Regions from separate parts of the Sus scrofa genome. Here region 2 is linked to region 1. A link is a contact called in public Hi-C data. All regions are on one chromosome and are shown on one strand. Each heading gives the region's core, a stretch centred on a gene start, on an enhancer-like site or on the middle of the called end of the contact. The rest is flanking DNA. Distances are from core to core; before and after follow the strand shown.

Region 1 (7,714 bases), core at 1,886-4,385:
AGTGCTGGGAGGGCAAAGGTGGAGGTGGGGGCACACTCATCTGAGAAGCAACAGAGCTATGAAACACCATTTTTCCTCTGAGCACTGGCTTTCACTTTTTTTTTTTTTTAGGGCCACATCTGTGGCACATGGAGGTTCCCATGCGCTAGGGGCTGAACCAGAGCTGTAGCCTCCAGCCTACACCACAGCTCACAGCAATGCCAGATCCTTAACCCACTGAGCGAGGCCAGGATCAAACCTGAGTCCTCATGGACGCTAGTCTGGTTAGTTAACTGCTGAGCACAACAGGAACTCCTTACATTTTTTTTTTTTTTTTTTTTTAAGGGAAATGGTTGTCTCCTGTTACCCCTGGGATCATTTCCCTCCCAGGTTCTTTCTAGCCTACCTTCAAAAGATTCTTATCACAGGAAGACTGATTAAATGCGACAAATTTCAAGGGGAGAAACTACACACATACACATGGTCTCTGGAAACACTATGTGACAACAGTTCACACAAGGTCACTATTAAAGAGGCCCTGTTAATACAACATTTAACTCAACTATATTTCAATTTAAAAAAATGAAAATTAGGAGTTCCCGTTGTGGCTCAGTGGTTAACAAATCCGACTAGGAACCATGAGGTTGCGGGTTCGATCCCTGGCCTTGCTCGGCGTTGCTGTGGCTCTGGTGTAGGTTGGTGGCTACAGCTCCGATTTGACGCCAAGCCTGGGAACCTCCATATGCCGAGGGAGCGGCCCAAGAAATGGCCAAAAAAAAAATAAAATAAATAAAAATTAAAATTAAAACTTAAAAAACAAAAAAAAAGTGTCCTTGTCAATCCTGTGTTCCAAAGAAGAAATGTAAATATCATACTCACTGTTCCTTCATTTCTACATAGTCTTCCTCATCATGCTTTGCCAGGTCAGTTTCACTAGCATCCTCAGTGTCTAAGTAAAATTATAGAAGAAAAGTTTGTTACAATCATAATTCATAGAGTTGGTATCACCTGACAAGAGACATTTCATAAACTTCTATAAAATGAGTTTCTTCTCAATGCAGGCCTGGATGAAGACATCAGTGAAAAACATTACATCCAGTTACTTCAGAAAAAAACGCCATTTCCAACTTATACACAGCCAAATTTAAAGAGGATGCCTTTATCTGAAGTTCAGCCAGAAAACAGGGGGCATCAGACACAGCTGGTCATGGTCAAGGCTGCTCCTTGGGCAGAAACATCACTGGCAGTTCAGGAAAAGGAGATGTGGTATTAAGACTGGAAAACTACAGGCAGCAAGCCGTGTGCTCTACTCCAAAACAACCTACTATGTACATTCTCTACTGGTATATGCCCAGTCTGAACCCCTAGAAGATTTTACATCATATGTACAAAGGAAAATGGGAACCAACTAAATGAACTCCAATAACCAAAATATTTTCAAAGAGAGAAGGAATGAGATAAGAAGATCAGACACTGCTTCAGAATACTCTAAACATTATTTTTATAATAAGCAAATGGCTGGAGTGTCGACATAATTTCAAAAGCCCTACTTGGGGTGGGAGGGTAAGGGATCAAATTTTGCCTGGCTACTCCACCTTGTGGGCATTAAAAACAGTACAAGTGATTCACAGCCAAAATCTCTAGTAAAACCTTGTCTTCTTAGTTTAACCACATTGTAATTAATTCCTTCAACTTTGTATCTCCACATACAGTTGCCTTTTTTTAAAAAGGCTGTTGCAGATCCAATCCTCCACCTACCCTTTTCTCTCCCTACAGTGAAGAAGCCATCACTGAGCTGATGTGCACCAGCCACAGTACTTGGCACTTGGGGAAGAGAGATGAATAAAACATGCTCCAGATTCCAGACAGCTGGTCTAAGCTTTTGCTCCAAGGCCTATTTTGTGCCAGAATATTTCACCCACATGTTGGTCTCTCTTTATCTTTCTTTCTTCTCTCTTGTCCTTTTATGTTTCTTCCCCTTTCTCCTACTGCAGCCAACTCCTTCCTCAACTCCTCAAAAAGTGTTCCTCACACATGCCAAACTATAAAGCCCAGTTTGAAAAGCCAGGCTCTGAGAGTCAGTAAAACTAAGGTAAAGAGTTTGGAACTGAAAACACCACCTGAGCCATCACCAAGCAAATCTCTATCTCCTGCCCCCTGTACGGGTTTCCCCAATGGTGAAGACACCTGAGTATTTACCCAGGACTAGGTCAAGTGCTCTATGCCTGTATCTCATTTAATAATCGCACCAGGAAGTCAGCCCCATTGCAGTTGGGGAAACTGAAGCTCAGAAGCCTAAGTAAATTGTCTAATATCACTACGCTGGGTTCAGTGAGCCAAATTTAGACCTAATTCGATCTGGCTGATTCCAGGTTTCCTTCTCTGAACCCACCTGTACCGCACTAACCCAAGAAGGGCTGACTTAGGCATTTCCGGACGGCGGCAGCGGGGAGGGGAGGGGGGTGCACCCTGGGAACCAAGGAAGCCAAACTGGGCTTTACTCTGATCCTCTCAGGAACTAAAAAGAGTACACTCAGTTCATCCAATCAATGACTTTGTCCTTAAAACCAGTTTAGACCTAAGGTTCAGAGACAGTTGGGAGAAGAGGAGCAGAATCTTAAAGGGGCCTACAACTCTGACAACAGTTCCTTACGGCCCTTCTCGGCAAAACTGTATATACAAGTCCTCAAAGCTTCCCCTTCCCTGGGACCTGTCGCAGTAACTTCCGGGACCCGCTCTCCTCCCAGCTGCCCCTACAGGCGCCCCCAAGCCCCAGAGGTGGCCCCGCCCCCCCCGGGCAGCCCCACCCCCTCGCACTGCCGCCCACCCCGGCCCTGGGTAGCCCATCCAACGGGCTGGGTCCTACCTTCGTCGGACTCGCGGCCCCGGCAGCTGCGCTCGTCGTCCTCGGCGCTCTCCAGCTCTTCGTCCTCCTCAGGGTAGTACTCCGGAGCCGGCGGCGCTCCAGCCGGGGCTGGAGCCAGCAGTCCCGCAGCACTCATGTCGACTCTACCCGCAGTCGAGCGTGCCAGCTGGGGACCGCGGTCACCCGCCCTGCGGACTCCACGTCTGCCCAGCAGCGCCCGAGGGAGCCGCCGACCCGTAGAGCGGGAGCCGCGGCGACCCCTTCGCTGTCTTCGCCAAACTCCGCCCCTCGCGCCTGCTCCGGGCAACGGGGGCCTCGCGCCAGCGGCGACTTCCGGGTCGCGACCTGCCCGAGGACCGCCTGATTCCGCCATCCTAGAGGGAATGGAAAGGCAGATGAACATCCCCTTCGCCTTAGCCCCATCTCCTTCATTGCCGTCTTAAAAATCCTCCACGGGTGGGGGGAGGGGCGGAGACAGGCTCTCTGGGGTTAGGCAAATCCTTGGCCAGGCCCCACCGCGGCTAGGACCCCGAAGCTCAGCGGCCACTTCCGGAAATAGCCGCCAGGCGGCGCCTGGAGCCAAATCTAAAGAGGTGATCTTTAGGGACTTTGGAAAGCAGAGACTAAAGGGCTCTTTGCAGGTGGAGGTGGTCTCAAATTTAAACAGGTGAACAACATGAACCATCCAGGAAACCTTAACAGAGTTTGCGTGCTCAACCCAAGAAAAAGAGCCTGGCTCCTCGCCTGTCTAATTGGAGCTTTACTAAGAACTTAAATAAAGAAGATACTAAATTCCCCTTGGGGCGCAGCGGAAACGAATGCGAATCCGACTAGAGAACCGTGAAGTTGTGCGTTCGATTCCTGGCCTCGCTCCGTGGGTTAAGGATCCTGTATTGCTGTGGTGTAGGCCGCAGATGCAGTTTTCATCCCGAGTTGTGCCATAGGTCAGCAGCTGTAACTCTGATTCAACCGCTATCTTGGGAACCACCATATGCTGAGGGTGTGGCCCTAAAAAGCAAAAAAAAATAAAATAAAATTTAAAAAGATGTTAGTATTCCATCCTGGGGTCAGCAAAACCCAGTATTTTCCCAGTCAATGGGCATCCCTTCTGTTTGTACAGGTTGGTTCACTACGATGTTCTCCTGATTTTACAGATGAGAAAAGAGCTACCTCTTGTCTTAAAAACAAAAAATGGTATTGTACAAGGCTACCTTGTGTCTAACTCTCAGACCCAGGCCCTCTACAGTACAGCTGCCTCATATTTCTTAGAATATGAATTTTTTTTAAAAGGTAGCTTTCCCCAATGCAATAATTTGCTAACTCAACTCTCAGTTGAGCAAGTGGAGTATTTGCCTGCAGAAAGTTAATTAGGCTAAGACAGGAAGGTGCTTGCTGGTAATTTAGAAAACAAGCGCGTTGAATATCTGCATGAATCAGTTTATCTGATTACCTCTGAGTAGGAGACACTTGCTTAGTGAAAAAATTAAGGATGTCTCTTGTCTATTTGGGTGTAGCAAGAAAAGCGATAGAAGGGCCCAGAGATGTTTAATGGTTTGTCCAAAGTAACCCCACTCCTTACTATGCTGCGCCCAAATCTCCATACAAAAAGTATCTTAAAAAATTACTGGATTTCCCGTCATGGCGCAGTGGTTAACGAATCCAACTAGGAACCATGAGGTTGCAGGTTCGATCCCTGGCCTCTCTCAGTGGGTTAAGGATCCAGCATTGCCATGAGCTGTGGTCTAGGTTGCAGATGCGGCTCAGATCCCGCGTTGCTGTGGCTTTGGCGTAGGCCGGCAGCTACAGCTCCGATTAGACCCCTAGCCTGGGAACCTCCATATGCCGCAGGAAGCGGCCCTAGAAAAGGCAAAAAGGCAAAAAGACAAAAAAAAAAAAAAAAAAAAAAAAAAAAAAAAGAATTCCTGCTGTGGCAAAACAGGATCAGCTCCATCTCTGTAGTGCTGGGATGCAGGTTCAATCCCCAGCTCAGCATAGTAGATGAAGGCTCTGGTGTTGCTTGCAGCACACGTTGCAACTGCAGCTGGGATCTGATCGCCAGCCAGGGAACTCTCACATGCCCTGGGGAGGCCAAAAAAAGGGGGAAAAAAAATTAACTTGCAGTAAAGTTGAACACAGATGTAAAAGCCAGGATGTAACCCAATATTCTCACTCTCAGATGCTTTGTGACCAAAAGTACCTCTGAATTGGCCCCCACAGAGTCTTCTCACTGTGAAAAAATTTATTCTCATCACATTTACTTATTTATTTGCTTTTTAGGGCCACGCCCATGGTATATGGAGGTTCCCAGGCTAAGGGTTGAATCAGAGGTGTAGTAGCCGCTGGCCTACGCCACAGCCACTGCAACACAGGATCCGAGCTGAGATTGCAACCTACACTACACCTCACAGCAACACTGGATCCTTAACCCCACACTGAGCAAGGTCAGGGATTGAACCTGTGTCCTCATGGATGTTAAGTTCGTTAACCACTGAGCCACAATGGGAACTCATCCCATTTATTTTAATATTTCTTATTTTCTACCTTGTTATAATTAAAATCTTGGTTCTGCTTATAAGGGATTCTTCCTCCCAACAAAACACAAGAATTTTCAGAATGGAATGTTGCAATGTCTTTCCAGGAGTTCAGAAAGCTTCTGAACCTCCTTCTAAATAAGAGTCATTCTCATGGCTCCCTGTAGGTCCACCATCCATATTTAAACTAGAATTTCAAAACTGTCTCTTGTCCAAAGGATGAAGTCATTTTCTTTTTTATGCTGTTAGGTCATGTCTAAATTATTTGTAATCAACTATATTGAGCAACTTAGTGTTTCCATCAGTAGCAATAATCAGAGACCAAAAATGCACCAACATTTTAGAAATAAGAGTTCACTGATAGAATGTTATAACAAATAAAAAAAGGTGGTGGGTTATCTTTCCTATTTGGTTTTCTTTCCTTTCAAGACACTGGCATGTTTACCTTGTGTATGTTTTACTTTTCTTCTTTTTTTATTTATTACCTTTTATAAGGCCGCACCTGTAGCATATCAAAGTTCCTGGCCTCAGGGTCAAATTGGAGCTGCAGCTGAAGCCTATGTCACAGCCACAGCCACAGCCACACTGGATCCCAATAGCATGTGCAACCTATGACACAGCTTACAGCAACACCAGATCCTTAATCCACTGAGAGAGGCCAGGGATCAAGCCCAAATCCTCAGGAACAGTATGTCAGTTTCTTAACTGGCTGAGCCACAAAGAGAACTCCCTTTACTTGTCTTCTTGATTGCAAATAACATCTGTCAATGATCATGAACTTCTTTTCTATATGAATAGAGAGAACTGAACACTTGGATTATGAAAACTTACCCAATTTCTTCTATCCTTACTGCATTTGGTATGATGAGCTCTTAATAAATACTCTGTAGAGGGGGACCTAGTAAAAAAAAATTCTCTCATGACTTTAGTCTCACCCAACTTTTATAGTTACCTAATATGATTATGGACAGTGTTCCTCTAGGCCTATAAAAACCAAGTTCCCTCAAAACCAAGTTTTACCACCTAGAAATCTCTTTGCATCCCTTTCCATAATGGCACTCGGTCACACTCTTCAGGAGACATCCACATTTGAATTCATCTGAAAGGAAATCCTGCCAGCCCCTTTCCACAGGCCCTCTGTACACCCCCTAACACTCAAAAAACTGAAATTTTAAGGGGAAGCATCTTAATTGGAACGGATATGATTTTAAAACACTAGGGAAAACATGAATAGTATTTTGAACACAAATTTTGATAGCAAGAGTTTAGAAAGAGTTGATGATGGAGAGGTTTCTAAGAGTGAAGTCCTGAATGTATCTGACAAGGCTTAGGAACAAACTGTGTTCCTGAAATGAAACGATTTCTTCACAAAATGCTAAATTCTCAAAGCCCCTAAGTTTTAGGGTTTGGGGTGAAGGCAGCAGTTTTCAGTTTCCAGTATTAGTTCAACATATGTTTCACAAAAATATAAAGTATGGCTCTGAATTAAAACATGCACTTTCACCCCTGGCAAGCACAATGTTTCAGTTTGGGTCAAGATGGGTCTCTGGTTATCACCAGTAGCACTTAGGTCAAAGTTCATTATACTTTGGCCATTAGTTACCGCAAAAATCATAAAATCATTTCACAGGGCCCTGAGAAAAAATATGTTGAAGAGGTTTGCTGAAGCCTCCCTGAAGGGTTCCCCTACCAAACAGTTCCTGTTCCTAGTTTTTTTTTTTTTTTTTTTTTTTAGGGCCACACCAGCAGCCTATGAAAGTTTCTGGGCTAGGGGTCCAATCGGAGCTACAGTTGCTGGCCTACACCACAGCCACAGCAATGCCAGATCCTAGCCGCATCTGTGAACCTACACTACAGCTCATGGCAATGCCAAATTCTTAGCCCACTGAGCAAGGCCAGGGATCAAACCCAAATTCTCATGGTTCCTAGTCGGGTTCATTAACTGTTGAGCCACGACGGAAACTCCCTTACTTGTAATTATTATCATAACCCTCAAACTGAGTATTTCTTAACTTTGGTCTTGTAACTATGAAAACGCTCCCTGACAGTGCTAAATGCCTAGTTGTGCATACTATGCATCTAGGAGGTAGATTTTTTTTTCCCATCAACATCATTATACTGATGTCTGCGGAATGCAATGTAAGGAAGTGTAACTCCCTTGCCAAAGATATAAAAGCGGTTAAATACAGGAAACGTTCACAAGTCCTGAGTGAATAATTGCTGTTATCGATTTACGGCAGAATTATTTAGAAAGCTGTGCCAGGTCTAACGGGGAAATCGGGACCGCCTTAAAGGCTCTCGCATGGTGGTCTCCCAGAGTCCCAAGGGGCCTTGGCCT
Region 2 (7,714 bases), core at 3,648-6,147, 160 kb after region 1:
GCCTCTACTGCTGCCTTCTGTTACTATAGATCACAAGACTTTAATACATTAAAACTCTGGGAGTTCCCATCATGGCTCCGCAGTAATGAACAGAACTAGTATCCACGAGGACTCGGGTTTGATCCCTGGCCTTGCTCAGTGGGTTAACGATCCAGCATTACTGTGAGCTGTGGTATAGGTTGTAGACGGGGCTTAGATCTGGTCATGGCATAGGCTGGAAGCTACAGCTCTGATTCAGCCCCTAGCCTGGGAGCATCCATAATGCCATGGGTGCAGCCCTAAAAAAACAAACAAAAATCTCTTTGTTCAGTAACCAATTTATTTTCAGTATGCCTAATGAACTCTAGTCATCATGCCCCCCTTTTAAGATTTTTTTTTTTACATTATTCTATCCTAACTCTTAAAACTTTACTCAGCCCTTCCTATTACTCAATGTTAGTGGGGGTTTCCCCCACTTCTTTAAAAAAAGAACAGCTCTCACCATTGTCATGGGAGGAAAAAAAGAAATGTCCTTGAGGGGATAGGATGTTCTAGTTTAATTTTCACTTGCTTCAGTGGCCTTTCCTATTATTTTTGCTGAAGAGAGGGGCGGGTTCTTTGACTCTTCAACTCATGTTTGGCAAAGTAAAACTAAATTAACATATGAAGGTAATATTTCTTAAACAGAGTCATCACACAAACCACCTCTGTAGTAACATCTTTATCCTCGGTGTTCAGCTAGTCAGTTTTTGCTCCCTAATAAGCTATTCTTCCAGGTGAAGATATCCTTTTCCTTCTTCTCCCTTTCCTCTGACCTTTGATAGCTGCATCTGCTTAGGCAATAATTTAATCATTTGAAATGAACAAAATGAAAGAGGTGGTGGGTTTGCTGATCTCTTCTCCATAGCATGAGAAGTACAGGAATCTATAAAAAGGCTTCTTGTCACCAGAAAAACAGCCATTTTTAGATTTCTTCCCTCCCTGCACGTAAAGGTATGCTTATGTTACATGTTATGAGTTTTACAACTTTGTTAGAGTACAGGATGGAAAGTTTTTATGAAATACAATTTGAATTCTGTTAAATAATGAAAAAGAGAAAGTCATTTTCTCAAAATCTCCTCAGACCTATATTCTTGAACTTATTTATTCAGCAAACACTTAGAGAATGCCCACAAAGTATCAAGCACTGTGTGAGGTACTAGGAAGACTGAGATTTTTCAAACCACATTTACTCTGCCTTCAAAAAGCTCACAGTCTTATGCACAGACAAGTGCAAACATGATAAGGAAATTAATAAAAGTATACCAAAAATGTAACAGTATAATCCAGTGGAGTTGTTTCCAAGATTAATTTCAAGTTAATCTAGAAACTCTAAATGGGTGACCACACCATGAATCCTCATTTCAGAAGCATAAATAGATATTTAAGGGAAAACTTCTAAATAAAAGTAAAATCCTTTGTCCAGGGTATAATAGTAAAGTTTTTAATCTGAAGGTTTTTTTTTTTAGCAGTGAAAGGACATTGTAAATTTACCAGATTAACATAAATTTACTTAAAACAGATGTTGGTATACCCTAATCCATATTGGTATTTCAAAGAGCTATTTTGTTTGTTCATGGATGATGATGTTTTAAGGATAAATTATAAACAACTCATATATTTTGTCTTGGTAAAGTAGAACATGATGTTTGTTCTTAAACTTCTAAAATCATTCTTCAACATCAAAAAAGATGTTGATGCTCTTTTTTTTTTTGCTTTTTAGGACCACACCAGTGGCATGTGGAGTTTCCCAGACTAGGGTCAAATCTGAGCTACAGCTGCCAGCCACAGCCCTGTGGGATCCGAACTGCGTCTGCAACCTACACCAGTTTACACAACACCAACGCTGGATCCTTAACCCACTGAGCAAGGCCAGGGATCAAACCCGAAACCTCATGGTTCCTAGTCAGATTCGTTAACCACTGAGCCACGACAGGAACTCCACCAATGTTGACCCTCTTATCATTGTTTGTAAATTATACGTTGTGGTGCTTAACTGTGTAAAATAGCAAATTGACCCTTTCCAATATTAATCTTAAAATGTGTTCCGTTCAGAAACTCTGGGCACCAGGTATAGTCATTTTCAAAGGGACTGTTACTCCAAGGGGCAATATAACCAACAGGCAATATGCCCAGGAAAGCTGATAGTTTAATTTGTTCTTACTTCTCAGGTCACATTCCTCTCACTGTGATATTGCTTCCATTATTTAACTTGTCTATAGAGTTTTTAACTTGTTTTAAGCAATGGTTGTCAAACATTTTAAAATTTATTTCCCTATGCACTTGAAGTGGATATCCACTTAGACTAAAATATTGCCTCATCTTGTGGTCTTTTGTATACTATTTGGAGACTTTTAATGTTGGTGATCTCTGTTATGAAGCTGCTATGAAAACTAAGAATTCTTTTATAAATTTTTATTTATTTATTTACTTATTTATTTTAATTTTTTTGCTTTTTAGGGCTGCACCTGCGGCTTTTGAAGGTTCCCTGGCTAGGGGTCTAATTGGAGCTACAGCTGCCAGCCTACACCACAGCCACATCAACTCAGGATCTAAGCTGATTCTGCAACCTACACCACAGCTCATGGCAACGCCAGATCCTTAACCCACTGAGCAAGGCCAGGGATCGAACCCGCAACCTCATGGTTCCTAGTCAGATTTGTTTCTGCTGCACCACGATGGGAACTGCTAAATTTTTTTTTAAATTAGGGAGAAGCAAAGGATTATATGGTTAGCATTATTTATTAAAGTAGATTAAAATTTTGGGCCTGTTCTTCAGACTAACTTTTAAAATAGCATTATTTTTAAAATATAACTTAGTGGGTTATTTAATTAGGTATGTGTCAACTGAAATCACTATGATTTCATGTTTTAATTTTCCAGTGTATTCCAATATCCTTGAGTTAAAAAACTCTGCAAATATAATGTGACTTTTAATTTGATAAACAGGGTAACCTACAAGTGTTAATTTTTATCTGAGAGAAAAACTAATATTAAAATTATACATATTCATACATGAATGTGTTTCATTTTATTTTGTTACATGAGTAGAGTGGGTTCTAGTGTCCCTAGTTAACTTCGTAAATCAAGTTATCACAGTTTGAAACCTACCTGCTACTGCACCATTCACAAGCTCCCCTTCAATAAGTGCAATTAACATTAGCTAACTAATACTCACCCAAACTCTGACCTGTAAAACCACAGGTCTCTACCTAGTCTGTCTCATCTGATCCCTGGCATTTAGAAACTTCTTGCTTTTCTGGGATTGTAATATTAAGTAAGATAAACTTTGGAGATAATGTAATTTATTAATAAAAATCCAGCAAAATGAAGGGTGGTAGATCCCAGGGCCTTCCTCCCTAGAACCTTAAACTTAGGTGCATAAATCAAGTCCCACGCTGAATCTCTCTTTGCCCAGTGAAATAGAAGTTTAGATTTCCCAAGAAATAATGTAGAAAATTTTAAATTGATGTATTAATTTTTTTTAATAAATTTCAAAAATATGGTTTGAAATGAATTTTTACAACTTTCTTCAGTGATGGAAATGATCTGTATCTGTACTGTTCATTATGGTAGCTGCAATTATTGGCTAGCTTGAAACATAGCTGCTGTGACTTAAAAACTGAATTTTACATTTTTTTCTTTTTTTGTCTTTTTTAGGGCCGCACCCACGTCACACGGAGGTTCCCAGACTAGGGGTCTAATTGGAGCACAGCCACAGCAATGCCAGATCCAAACCGTGTCTGCGGCCTAAACGGCAACGCCGGATCCTTAACCCACTGAGTGAGGCCAGGCATCGAACCCACAACCTCATGGTTCCTAGTCGGATTCATTTCTGCTACGCCAGGACTAGAACTATCCTGGATTTTACATTTTTTTCAATTAAAACATCCATGTGGCTAAATGCTATCTTATTGGATATCTATTTATCTTATAGGTAGATAAATGCTATTTTATTGGACATCTTTTGAATTTTATGTATATGCCTTCAATGGCATTAAATGTCCCTTCATTATTTGAAAGCAAACTAGACCACAATACAGAAAATTGGAAAAAGAATATCTCTAAATATAGATTTATCTTCCCAACATTCTAAAGCATTCTAATTTTATCAACGGAAAAAGAAAATCAGCCCAGTGATGAATTTAATCATGGCTCTTGGCTTTTACATAAAAACTTGGATGTAAAATTTAATTTTCCTCAGTGGGTATATGTGTTTTGACTTTTCAATATTTTAGACCATATAATAAAATTTTGTATTTTTTTAAACTTCTTTAATTTTGAGCAATTATTAAAAATTTCAAGTAGTCATAAACAAAATGCAAAACTGACTTCTCACAATGGTTTTCCCTAAAACCCTAGGGCAATAAGAGAATTAATTTCTCCTTCCCCGTCCTAAACATGTACTATTTGAAAATCCCCCATGGTTGTACATGGTTTCTGAGCTATTAATTATTTTAGTACCTTTTTTTCTGAAGGGTTAAAGCTACTTACTGACTACTGACCACTCCATCTTTTATAGAGCAAAGCATCGCCCTTTGAAAGCATTTTCCCCTTTAAAAGTCATTTCAATTGCATTTAAGAAACATCCATTATCATCCTTCCAGGGAATGTTATTTTTCACTGGGCGTTACAATAAGATTAATCATCTTTGCCTGTCAAGAAGAACAGACTTGATTAAATCAGTCAAGGACATTAAATTCCAGCTTTACTCACTCTGGTGACCATACCGACACTGAGTTGGGGAAGAATTTGTGAAAGTATCATTTGGTTAAAATTGCATGCCTGTCTCTTTAAATCTAAAAAAAAATCCTTTCAGAAGCTGTAGAGAGAAGGTGCTAGAACTGTGTACGATCATGACTGGAAAGCAGGATCCCTCAGTGACTGCCGAATCTTCCCAGCACAAGATAGAGAGGCAGTTCAGCACAAGCCTACACTGGTTCTAGGCAGAACGATGATCCTACCGAACAGATCTCAAATAAAATTAAATTGAGAAAGCAGATCTTTCAAGGGAATGAGGCGGAGGCTCGCTTTTATGTTAAAAGCCACCAGCATCCTCCTTGCTAGACATGGACGTGACATTTTTAAAGGAATTATTTGGTTACAGCGTTTTAAGCAAACTGTTCTAAGGAGTCTGTACATTGCCTTGTTTTTTCTATTCTTTTTTTCTTTTGCATATATGTAATTCTGGAGGTAAAGAAAAAGCCTGCCAGGGATTCAGAAGGCATCCCACTAGCGATCAGCTGACATTCCTAACTGAAGGCTGCAATGTGTTGCTTATTCATTTTGTACCGTGGGAGCTGCGGGGACTAGCAGAGAGCTAAACTATGCATTTCAAACAGCAGTGCTTGTGCAGAAAGAGGGGTGAGAGAGAGGCAGCCGGCGAGGAAAGAGCACAGCTGGACTTTCTCCTTGTTTTTATCCATTTCTGCAGGATCATGTATTCATAAGGGATGAGGCGGGCCACGGCGATCCCAGGCCTGAGCCGCGGCCTACCCAGTCAGTTCAGAGCCAGGCCCTCCACTACCGGAACAGAGAGCGCTTTGCCACGATCAAATCAGCATCTTTGGTAAGCAAACACCCCTCTACCCACCTTCCCTTCCTTCCCCTCCTCCCCATCTGGCAGCCTCTCGCCCTCCCTGAGCCTCTCTCGGCTTCATGGATGGGAGGAAAGGAGTCAAGAATGTTTTCTCCCCCCTAATAATTTTATTCATTTTAGAAAAAATCTGTTGGCATAGCAACCTGATCTCAGATATTTTAGCATTGTCTATGGCATGGAAAAAAAACCCTTTGTGTGTGTGTGTGTGTGTGTGTGTGTGTGTGTGTGTGTGTATTTATATGCTGTATGTGCAAAATAAAAGGCCTTTGAGATTAAGTTGCTAATCTATCCAATTTAGTAAAAGCTATTTGTCTTTTCATTGAAATAATAGTGCTAAAAAATATTTTAAAGCTATTTGATGTATGTATATGCAGGGCACTGTGCTTCTTTTTTTGTTTAGATACATGTGTGTCTGTAATGTGTACACACACATCAAAAGATAAAATACAATTTTTTAAAATAAATGGTTGTTAGCTAATGAATATAATTGTGGGAAATAAGGAACTTGTTTCCCGGGGATGGATTGCTGGTTCGTTCTGGTTCATTCATTTATTTATTGCAACAATGGTAGTGGCTGCACTTCCCCATTTAACCCCTAAAGAATTTCCTGGCACCAGTAAAGCAGGAAGGGCTTTGTAGGAGAGGGCAGGGATGGTTGTGAAGAAAAGATACTGTAGGATCTTTCAGCATTTTTACTATTGCAAATGTGATTGCTGGATGCCCTTGTAGTAGCAAAAGGGGTGTGTGCTGGAAGAGTTAGTTTTCATGCCTCCTCCCCTTGGCCCCCACGCGTGCGCGTGCGCACTCTCACACACACACACACACACACACACTCACACACACATCGTTTCATCCTTGGCACTCTAAACTCTCTTTAATCTTTTGCTTCTGAATCTCACTTCTCAGCCAAAAAATTATTGAAATATTAGTTGTTTTGCCCAAATTGATGTTAGAGGTCACATGGGCAGGAAGAGTTAGTGTACACTGCCTGGCTATTACATTTAGAACCTGTGATGACATCATCCAAGGCCGACCCAGAAATGCTTATTTTCTTGTCTTATTTTTGAAATCTGATTTCCACTTTTATTTCTCAAGTGTTTTAAAAACTTCAATTATCTTTGGGATTGATAATGGATTCTAATTTTTAAAAACCCAAATATAAGGAAAATGGAAATTAAAGCACCTGCATTTTGCTATACCTGCTGCTGCTTAAAAGCAAGCAATTTAATTTAGACTGTTTTTAAATAAGCCTGCTTTAAGTTCCTTTGTATAGAAGTTTCTTGTATTCTCTTCAATGGGCAATTTTTCATTTTAAATGCATGCCGTTCTGTGTAATGGAGATCTTAAGATGTCCACTATGTATTTGCTAATGATTGTTAAGCACCTACAAAACATGCTTTTGATCTAAATAAAACATCTTGAAATTACTGAATAATAAATATCTTCATACCATGATATCCTACCAAAGAAGAAATATGGTATGTTCAGAATATGACTACTTACCCCTGACTCTTGTGAGACTTGTACCTTTATCCAGACCTGTGCATGTTGAGATGAGAGGAAGAAGGAACAACCACTGAGAATCAGAGCACCATAAGCAGGTTTTGAGAGTGAAGCAGACATTGTACCAAGTGGGTTTTCCCCCCTCTGGGACAGGTTCTCTTCTTTTCTCACTTGCCACACCCTCATTCCCACATCATATATTCATGACCTCTCCTGCCGCCCAGGGAGATCACTACTGCCATGCTAGAATGATCTCACGCTTGCATTTGTGAACTCACCCTGGGCTACTCTGTGTGCATATCAGCCATCACAGTCTCACTCTCTGTGGATGATGAAAGCCGCCTCCCTACTAGGCTAGCTCAGGGCTATGGGCAAAGTCCTCAGGAACCCCTCTGAATCCTACAGACTTCACAGTGCCCATCCAGAGAACAACTGGGATCAGTCTCTCTGATGGCCCTTTGATTTCCTAAAAGGCCCCTGCACCTATATTAGGTTAAAAATAGAGTAGCCGATAGGCTGTTGCTGTAGCCACAAAATAAGTTGTTTTATGTATAAAGTCTTCTCCAAATATGATGCCTTGGGAGTCATGGTGGG

What was found. A called contact is a pair of places that touch in the nucleus more often than the background predicts.
Region 2: a contact with region 1 is called in a Hi-C map of heart right ventricle, with 2.0 times the contacts expected there. The contact joins the enhancer-like site here to the promoter of SUDS3 in region 1. A contact is called at or near these places in 2 of 5 promoter capture datasets (fetal liver and fetal skeletal muscle), 2 of 47 Hi-C or Micro-C datasets (heart right ventricle and skeletal muscle) and 1 of 2 datasets of contacts at active chromatin or transcription factors (alveolar macrophages).

What each region holds. Positions count from the first base shown.
Region 1 is chr14:34,313,941-34,321,654 of Sscrofa11.1, forward strand. SUDS3 (SDS3 homolog, SIN3A corepressor complex component) reads right to left here and starts at 3,136. Exons shown (of 12, transcript NM_001243408.1): 1 at 2,846-3,136; 2 at 859-928. The coding sequence starts at 2,981.
Region 2 is chr14:34,468,219-34,475,932 of Sscrofa11.1, forward strand. It overlaps TAOK3 (serine/threonine-protein kinase TAO3), which reads left to right. Exons shown (of 21, transcript XM_001924400.7): 14 at 5,453-5,587. Among named protein-coding and RNA genes, the nearest start is that of PEBP1, 58 kb to the right of the region's middle. Within about 2 kb of position 4,898, at least 38 of the 83 cell types and tissues checked have an H3K27ac peak or open chromatin away from gene starts, as enhancers often do. A contact at or near this core is called in alveolar macrophages, fetal skeletal muscle and skeletal muscle, where this site is marked.